2 separate regions of the Mus musculus genome follow, and region 1 is linked to region 2. A link is a contact called in public Hi-C data. All regions are on one chromosome and are shown on one strand. The core of a region is the stretch at or near the end of the contact, and the rest is flanking DNA. Distances in the headings are between cores, read along the strand shown.

Region 1 (4,474 bases), core at 1,221-3,720, 250 kb after region 2:
AATAATCAACTCTGATATTTCGCATGCCCTGCACATGCTGAGCTCCAGCCCAGCCCTGAGCTGCTTTCCACTTCAGAGATGAGAATGGGGATTATTTATTTAAATAGTATACAGTCCTGTTGTTGAGCTGACCTCTAAAAGCCAAGAGGGAACAGCATGGCAGGAAGATGCCTGGCTTTTGTGGGCAACAAGCTTATTTCCTGCTACAAATGAAATGGCCCTATACCACACTCCCCAGCATCAGGAAAGCAATTAATACACTAATGTCTGGGCTTTCACAGTTTGCTTTCAGAAAATGGAATGTAGGATTGAATTCAACTTCAATATTTTTTTCCTGTGCATTTTTTTCTGTATAGCTCCAATTGTTTTTGTAACAATGAGAATTACTCAAAGAAATACTGGGAATCAAAACTGCTTGATGGTTGTAAAGTTTCTTTAATTCTAAGCCAACAAGTGCCACAACTATTAATTGCCTGACATAATAGTATGTGAAGTCATAAAAAGTAGTGATTATCCCATCTTCTGTAAATTTTATCTCTCCCAGTGCAAAGCTTAGCAGGGCTTGATGTCTTTATTCTTGAAAGTCGATCTCTGCAACAAGGCTTATTTCATCTGCACTGTGTGGCCATTCTCTCAAACAGCAGATGACACATTTCATTCCTTAAAGCTTTTAAAGAGCATCTCACGTAAATTATTCCTAGTTAATCATATGCAATTTACTAAATCCCAGCTTTTGAGATGCTTTAAAATCAAAATGAAAGCTACATATATTCAGTAACAAACGTATGTATACAGAGGTGATAATGGCAATCTTACTACCTAGTAATGATTATTGAGCTAGAATTGATCTTCCACATTCATGCTTCAAGTGGTGTGGAATGATCAAAAGTGGGATAAGAATGGCAGGTGGGTCAAACAGGAAATGAAATAAGATTGTACCTGTGTCTAGTGCTAGCACAGCTACAAATGCACACATACATATACATACACACAACCCATAGACATTAGTTCACACAAACTTACACATGCATGCACACACACAAACACATATATATTTATACATATAAACACACATATACACACAAACACACATACATACAAACACACATGCATACAAACATGAGTGAACACATACATAAACACACAAGGCACACATATATGTTCAAACAAACATACACACAAGCACAAACCCAAATACACACATACATCGCACAAATACACATATAAAACACAAACATGTACAAACACACACATATATACATACATACATACATTCATGCATGCATATACACATGTACACACACATATAAACATACATGTAAATGTACACACACAGCACACACAAAACATATATACACAAATACACATAAGTACACATATACACACAAACATGAAAATACAAACACAAAACACTCACCACATGTAAATATACACAGAGATGCATACAGCATACACACATAAAAACATACACGTGCATACACACATACATAAACCTACACACATATAAATGTACATAGATATACAAATACACACACACACACCACATCTATCGCCCAGACATTTGGGGATAAGAAAGCAAGCTAATAATCTTGAGCAAATAGATGTGATTAAATATGATTGAGCATGGTTTGGTTTTTTTTTGTTTTTTTGTTTTTTTTAATTCTCACAAATGTAGATCTTGATGAAGACCAGTTTGTCTAGAGTCCCACTGATTTAATTTGGGTGAGCTATAATTTACTGGGCTGCAGGAGAAACAGTAATTTGTTGAGGCCATCATCAGCTCATTAGAATCACACTGGGAACACTTAATGGTGTACAACCCACAGCTTTTTGTATCCATTTCATAGTGATTCCTCTCGCCCTGCCTGCTGCTCACCACTCCAACTGTTGATAGCATGATCCTTTCCAAACACACCCCAGAAAATAAGAGGTTTTAAAAAAAAAAGATTTAAGTCACCAAGAAACACATTTCAACATTTCAGGGTATGAGGCAGGCTGCTAGGATAAAATATTCTCATGTACTGTTAACATGTAAGATTGGCTAGCTGTTAAGTACTGTAAACTGCAACTTATCAAAAGCTCAAAAATCCTACACAACAGAACAGAAAATAATTATTCTCCCTGAACAGCTATTGTCTCCTGTCTCAGCTTTTCCTGAACTAATAAAAGGTTTAATTTTAAATGGTGCAAAGGAAATGTCAGCATTGCTAAGATATACAATACTCGGGTGCTTGGCTCACCATACATTAAAACGTATGAAATTAGACCTAAGTGAAGCCTAAACAAACCTGAAGATTCCCCTCCCTCCCCCAGGCACCTTTTCTCTTTACCTCTGATTGATAGGATCACGTGAAACCAGCCTGGGTTCCAACACTGTCGTTTCAGATGACAAGGTCTTGATAAGGGCCGAGAGCACTGGTTAGGGGGTATGTATTTCCGGGCCTACGATTTCAGTTATGCACAGTGGGCGATTTAGTTCAAAGGAGCAGGGACATTTATTTTGATGCTTCACAGGAAAAAGGAGTGGGGGCAGGGACGACAAAAGAGAGAAAGGCCTTAAAGGCTTCCTGCATTCAAATGTGTGCATCTGTTTTCACTTTTACTATCTTCAAAAAAAAAAAAAAAAAAAAAAAAAAAAAAAACGAAGATAACGTTTCAGTCTAAGACTGGCTGCTGCTGAAGCTTTGGTGTGCTAAGAAGAAAAACACTGCTGAGGGGAACATGGCAGGGAGCAACAGTCCTAAACTTTCCTCAGCTTTGGGCTTCACAATGAATTTGATTCAGATTCCAAACAATTAGCAATAATAAAAATATACATTAGGTGAGCATGCTCCTCGGTCAGTATTTCTCAGGTAGGTTTATTTTAAATAACCAAAATCAATGGAGTTTGGAGAGATGTAGTTACCTTTATTTATGCTTTCTTCCTCTTTTTTTTTTTCTATTTTTCTTCACAAATATATGGTAATTATTCGTTACCTCCTTTTATTGAGCATTGTGGTAGTTCCAAATAGTATAACCCTTTCTCTAAAAAGAAACACAATCTATTCTTTATAAATGTTAGACACGGTATTTAAATATTGGCAAACAATTCAGTGCTGTAACATACAATGAGAGTAGAAGAGAAAAGTAGCTACCACCCCCAAGACTCCCCTGAGGATGAAGTGTGGCTCAGTCTTCCACTGACTAGAATGGGAAATGCACAATCAATGTGTATAAAGTACTTGTTCCATAGGCACACTCATGAGCACAGTGAGTGATAACCAAAGCTCCATAAAGAAAAAAATGTTCTTTCCATCCTTCTTCCTTAGTTAAAAGGGGCACCTATAAAAAAAGACAGACCAATCAAAGAAAAAATATAGTTTATTGGAGTATATACCTTTAAAAGTTTTTGTTGTATATCTCACACACACACACACACACACACACACACACACACACACACACACACACACACACACAGCACATTTTCAGGAGAGGTACACAGAGAAGGGAGAGGCAATCTGGAATTCAGATATCATAGCCATTGTTTATCAAAACAAAGGTTTAAGCCCAGAGACATGGAAGTGTCAAGAACAGCTTTGAGGTAGGTTATGTCTGCACTTCTTGGGGTCTCTCGTACTTTGGACTCATAGTTCTACTCTGGATTTACGGATAGAGACTCACAAAACGATGTCTTCCATTTAGATGCAATTTTCTTTTACAAGGAAGTAACAGATTCCTGTTTTCAGAGCTTCTCTGTGTCTTTACTTTCTCAAAATTATCAGCTCAAAATAGTGTTTGTGCCAAAGAGGCATATTTTAGCATTGCATATTCTTTTTATTGATTGGAGTGTAGCATTTCATCATCTTCTTGTTCCAATAATCAAATATGTTAACATGACATGTTGTGCTCTGTATTTTATCTTAAATTTTTTCTTCTTTTCATCACACTGCCACGACAATTCTTTCAAAACCATAGCTCCTTAAATGTGACATTTTAAATCAAAGACAATTGTCAACAGCCATGACTTTATATTTATTAAATATTTCTTTAAGATAATCTATACTTAAATGATATTCTTATAAAAGCATGAGAGTATGAAATAAGGTTATAAATAAAATTTGGTAGCACATCCTAAAAAATATGAACCATGGAACCCTTCTCTGAATATAGATACTTCTTCTACTTTACAATAAATTTCTGCTAACAGGAGTGATAATGAAGACTGTATCAGTCTCATTGCGGTAGTGACTTTGGTCCTTTGGTTCTACAAAACAGAGAAATTACTGGCTCATAAGGCAAATGATCACAGATGATTTTTTTTCAGCCCAGTTTATATTTTCTTTGCTTAAATCCCTTACCTGATCTGGAAACTTCAAAGAAATCGTGCTAATTCTTGCTTTGTTTTCTTTGGTCTAGTTTCATCTGCATCCTGGTGTCAATTGCCAGGTAAATCCCTTGAACAAACCTAAACTTTGTGTCTAGCAGATGAACC
Region 2 (4,006 bases), core at 1,414-3,913:
GAGGGAAATGAACTTCACCTTCAGTCAGCATCAGACTTCTTTCTGGTCTACAAGAGGGAAATGTGGTTCCTGTCTGAGCCATATTAACTCTTCAAGAGAACAATTGCATTCTGCGTCTGTGTTCTAAAGGTATGCATGGTTCAACTTCATCACATAAAAGTCACACATTGAGCACTTGGCTGTGCAGGGGGATGTATTGTTTGGGTGGCCCTTGCCTATGCAGAACCGGATATGCTCAAATGCTTGGTGGACAGAGAAACTATTTGAAAGAAACTTCCTTATGATTGGAATTTCCTGGCGAATTGAATGTCCGAAAGGATTCCATTCCTCAAAAGCCAGAATGAAGACTTGTTTGAAATTATGTCTGTGTGTCCGCATGTTTGTGTGCACATATGCACATGAGTGAGTGTGTACTTGCACTTAGAGGACCGATCTTTTTGTTTTACTGTTGGGTTTTTTTTTTTTTTTTTTTTTTTTTTGAGACAAGGCTTCTTTAGTCTTTGTTGTCCTGGGACTCACTTTGTAGACCAGGCTTGCTTTGAACACAGAGATCAGCCTACCTTGGCCTCTTAGTGCTGCGATTAAAGACATGTGCCACCACTGCCTGGCTGAGGCCAGATCTTAATGTCAAATGTCTTTCTCAGTCACTCTTCACTTTGTATTTTGAGACGTGTCCTCTCACGGAAATTAGATCTTACTGATTCAGGTCAGCTAGTTAGCCAATCAGTCTTAGGGATTCCATGTTTTCACTACCAAGTGCCAGGAATATCGATGCATACGGTTGCACCAGACTTCACCCTTCTTTCCTGGTGTATCTAACTCAGGTCCTCGTGCTTGTATGTCAAGGACTGACTGACTGAGCCAGCTCTGAGCCTCTGGTGTGAATATTGAGAAAATATTCTTTTTTTTTTTTTCTACAAGGCCATGTCTAAATTTTGCCTAACAGTGTAAATATTCAAGTTGAACTTTGTTTTCCCACAATGTCGTAGATTATTTTCAAAATAAAATGTCAAAGAATGTATTTTGTTGCACAGTATAGATTAATTTTTTATACATGAAGAACCTCCCTGTGTAGCTCAGGTTGGCCTCAAACTGACAATAATCCTTTCTCAGCCTCCAGAGTTCTGGAACTACTATCATCTATCACTGTGCCAGGGCAGGTTTTTGATTGATCTATCTATCTATCTATCTATCTATCTATCTATCTATCTATCTATCTATTTGGGATCATTCTTTTTCTATAAAAATATAAAAACATTTTTTTGTTCACTAAACCATATATCAGTGAATATTGATTAAAAAAATTTGTAGATGTTTACTCATGAAGAACACAGTCAGCATACCCATGGGCAAGAAGCCATGCTTCACTGGGGGAAAGGCACTATGGAGGAAGGCTTGAGAAATTTGCAACTGGTCACCAATTAATCGGCCAGGTATTTCCCTTCAAATAGAGCAATATTAATTTTTAGTCCTTCTTAGCAAAGAAAACAGATATACTTTCAAGTCCTCCTTCTTTTCTTCAACTTAAAGAACTGACTTAGTTTCGCAACAAGGTAGTGGGAGGTGATCTACTCCATATTTCAGCCTTGATTTATGTGAAAGAAAAATAAGCAATAATCAAACATGTGTGACATGATTAGTGGTCACTTGCTGCAGATTCTGCTCATGTTCACATGCCAGGTAATGGAGAATTATCTGTTCTTCTAGAATACATATCTTAAACCCTGATAGTTCTTATGGCTACAAGCTTCTTTCTATAACACTTAAAAACTTTCCTTGCCATGTCCAATTCTTCCATGTGTGCTGCTTTCTAAAAGTCATCAAATAAAATGAATTTCACATGGAGACTTCATATATGTTTGTGTTATAAATCCAACGCTTAATGTTTCTTCTGCTGTTTCTCCCCTGTTCAGGCAGAGAGATGTTTCCATCTCTCTTCAGATGCTATCTGGACAGCCATTCCCTATCTGTGCTTGGGCTAAATATAAAATTTAAATGTAAATGCCATATAAGTAACAAAGAGAATAATGAAGATCATTCATCCACAACATGTGTGCACTTCATCTGATAGCTCAGTGATTGTTCACGGACTTCTCATGCTTTAAGCCCTGAGTGTTTTGCTATCAGAACTCCTAATGAACCAGCAGTCCTCCTGTTTGTGCTGTCATGAGCAAAGAAGAGGAAATAACTAGATTGGCAATATTGCCAATAGTTTTGCATGACAGCTAAAGGAACTATTTGCGAACTTTACCTGGCTATGGATGTCACCTAGTATGATTGCTTGTGAACAAAAGAGACATTCAGAAGTCCAGAGGAAATATGTGCTCTGTGGTGTGTGCTGAGACAGGCCTAGGCCCCCCTAGCCTGCATCCAGCCGGGGACAGAAAATTCTAGAAGCTCTATAAAAGGACACAAGGGTAGAGCCAAGGCAAACTGATAAAGCAAACTGAATGAATTAACAGGCTGCTTTTTATAAGCGTTTCTTCTAATTTCATTGGAGTATGCTCTATCCAGCTACAGATTTGAATGGTAAAAGGTATTGTGATGTTTCTTTAATGTAAGAGTGTATGTAGAATTTTTCTGCTGTCTTCTAGAGGTAGAAGCACTGAGTAACAGAAAAAGATGTGGTCAACCTAGGAGTACAGGAAACCACAGAAGGAACTAGTTCTTTATCTTGCTCTCTGGTGATTCTTCCTCTTCTATCAGTGGGGGACTGATGGGCCTGTCAGAAGTGGGGGAGGAATTTAGATGATGGAGGGATGAAGGTAGCCTCAATGTTCTGTGCATTTGGAATCAATCTTGAAGGAAGGAAGATTTGAAGAGGTATGGATTTAGACTCCCACTGTTATCAGTGGGAGGCAGAGAAAAACTGCCCACTTGCATGCAAGTCAGCAAATATCTGAGGGTTAAAGATGCTGGGACTCTGATCTATTGACCAGTAAGGTCCCAGCGCTTCTTATAATAATTGTGTTAAGGTACCACAGTATCCAAATAAAGTTAATAACTACTGCATGGCACTTGTGGGCTTGGCATATGCATACACTTGGTTGACTCTTTTAACTCCAGGCTTGTTTCTTAACCAGCTAGGCAACTTTAGTCAGTTGCCCTTTGTCATAGTTAGAATCTGAAATGACTCCAAAGGGTCAGCTTGCACTGTAGCTGAAGGGGCCGTTGGAATTGGTGAGGCCCAGTGTAAACTGTTGAGTCTTTGGAGGTTGTCCATAAGGCGGTACTGCATTTTCAACTCCTTCCTCTCTCATTCCTTTTGCTGCTGGGCCCACATGGAGCTCTTCTGTCTGGGTTCCCACCATGATGGAAAACCCACAGCAGTGCACCCAGGACAGCATGGCATGAAACCTGTGTTACCCTGAGCCAAAATGCATCTTTCTTCTTTAAAGTTGCATGTCTTAGTCATTTTACATCAAAGAGGAAGCTAATGTGCCCCTTAGGCATAATACCCTTTAATATAGGACCAGATTAACACTGGGATTATATATGTGAATGTATATATGTGTGTCCTCATATAGAATTAGAAAAAGATTGGAATAATTTTCATCTTATTATTTTGGTAACATGGATCAGATCTAGGGGCTCAAGCATACGCAAGATAAGCAAATGCTCTACACTTGATATGTACCTGCAGATACCCTAATAGTATTATGAAGAACCAGCTTCATCCGGTTATTTCAAGTAATATATAAAACTGGACGTGTGTGTTAGCAGTCCTGGTTATCTCTTTGGGAGTTCCCTTACAGTGCTATAGATCTTCAAAATTACAGCACTGTTTATATATTGTGATTAACACGTGTCATTATTATTAAAAGTATATTATTAAAAGTTGCAATGTGGGCAGCACAATGTATCAACAAGCTGGCTGGGTGTGACTGAAGCCTGGAAGCTGTTAAGCAAAATTCCATGTGTCTGAAGTGGTCTTCTGTTGCCAAAGAATAGTCCAGAGCACCAAATCTGATCTTGGACCAAGGGGAAAGGGTTAACACTGCAAGAG

The links. A called contact is a pair of places that touch in the nucleus more often than the background predicts.
Region 1: a contact with region 2 is called in a Hi-C map of group 2 innate lymphoid cells, with 1.8 times the contacts expected there. The contact joins two enhancer-like sites. A contact is called at or near these places in 3 of 484 Hi-C or Micro-C datasets (the HPC-7 cell line, double positive thymocytes and group 2 innate lymphoid cells) and 1 of 115 datasets of contacts at active chromatin or transcription factors (T-cell acute lymphoblastic leukemia).

What each region holds. Positions count from the first base shown.
Region 1 is chr4:7,452,826-7,457,299 of GRCm38.p6, forward strand. No RefSeq gene overlaps it. Among named protein-coding and RNA genes, the nearest start is that of 8430436N08Rik, 110 kb to the right of the region's middle. Within about 2 kb of position 2,471, at least 53 of the 459 cell types and tissues checked have an H3K27ac peak or open chromatin away from gene starts, as enhancers often do. A contact at or near this core is called in the HPC-7 cell line and group 2 innate lymphoid cells, where this site is marked.
Region 2 is chr4:7,204,533-7,208,538 of GRCm38.p6, forward strand. It overlaps Gm33646 (a long non-coding RNA gene), which reads left to right. Exons shown (of 6, transcript XR_390373.1): 4 at 1-129. Among named protein-coding and RNA genes, the nearest start is that of Gm33646, 14 kb to the left of the region's middle. Within about 2 kb of position 2,664, at least 28 of the 459 cell types and tissues checked have an H3K27ac peak or open chromatin away from gene starts, as enhancers often do. A contact at or near this core is called in the HPC-7 cell line and group 2 innate lymphoid cells, where this site is marked.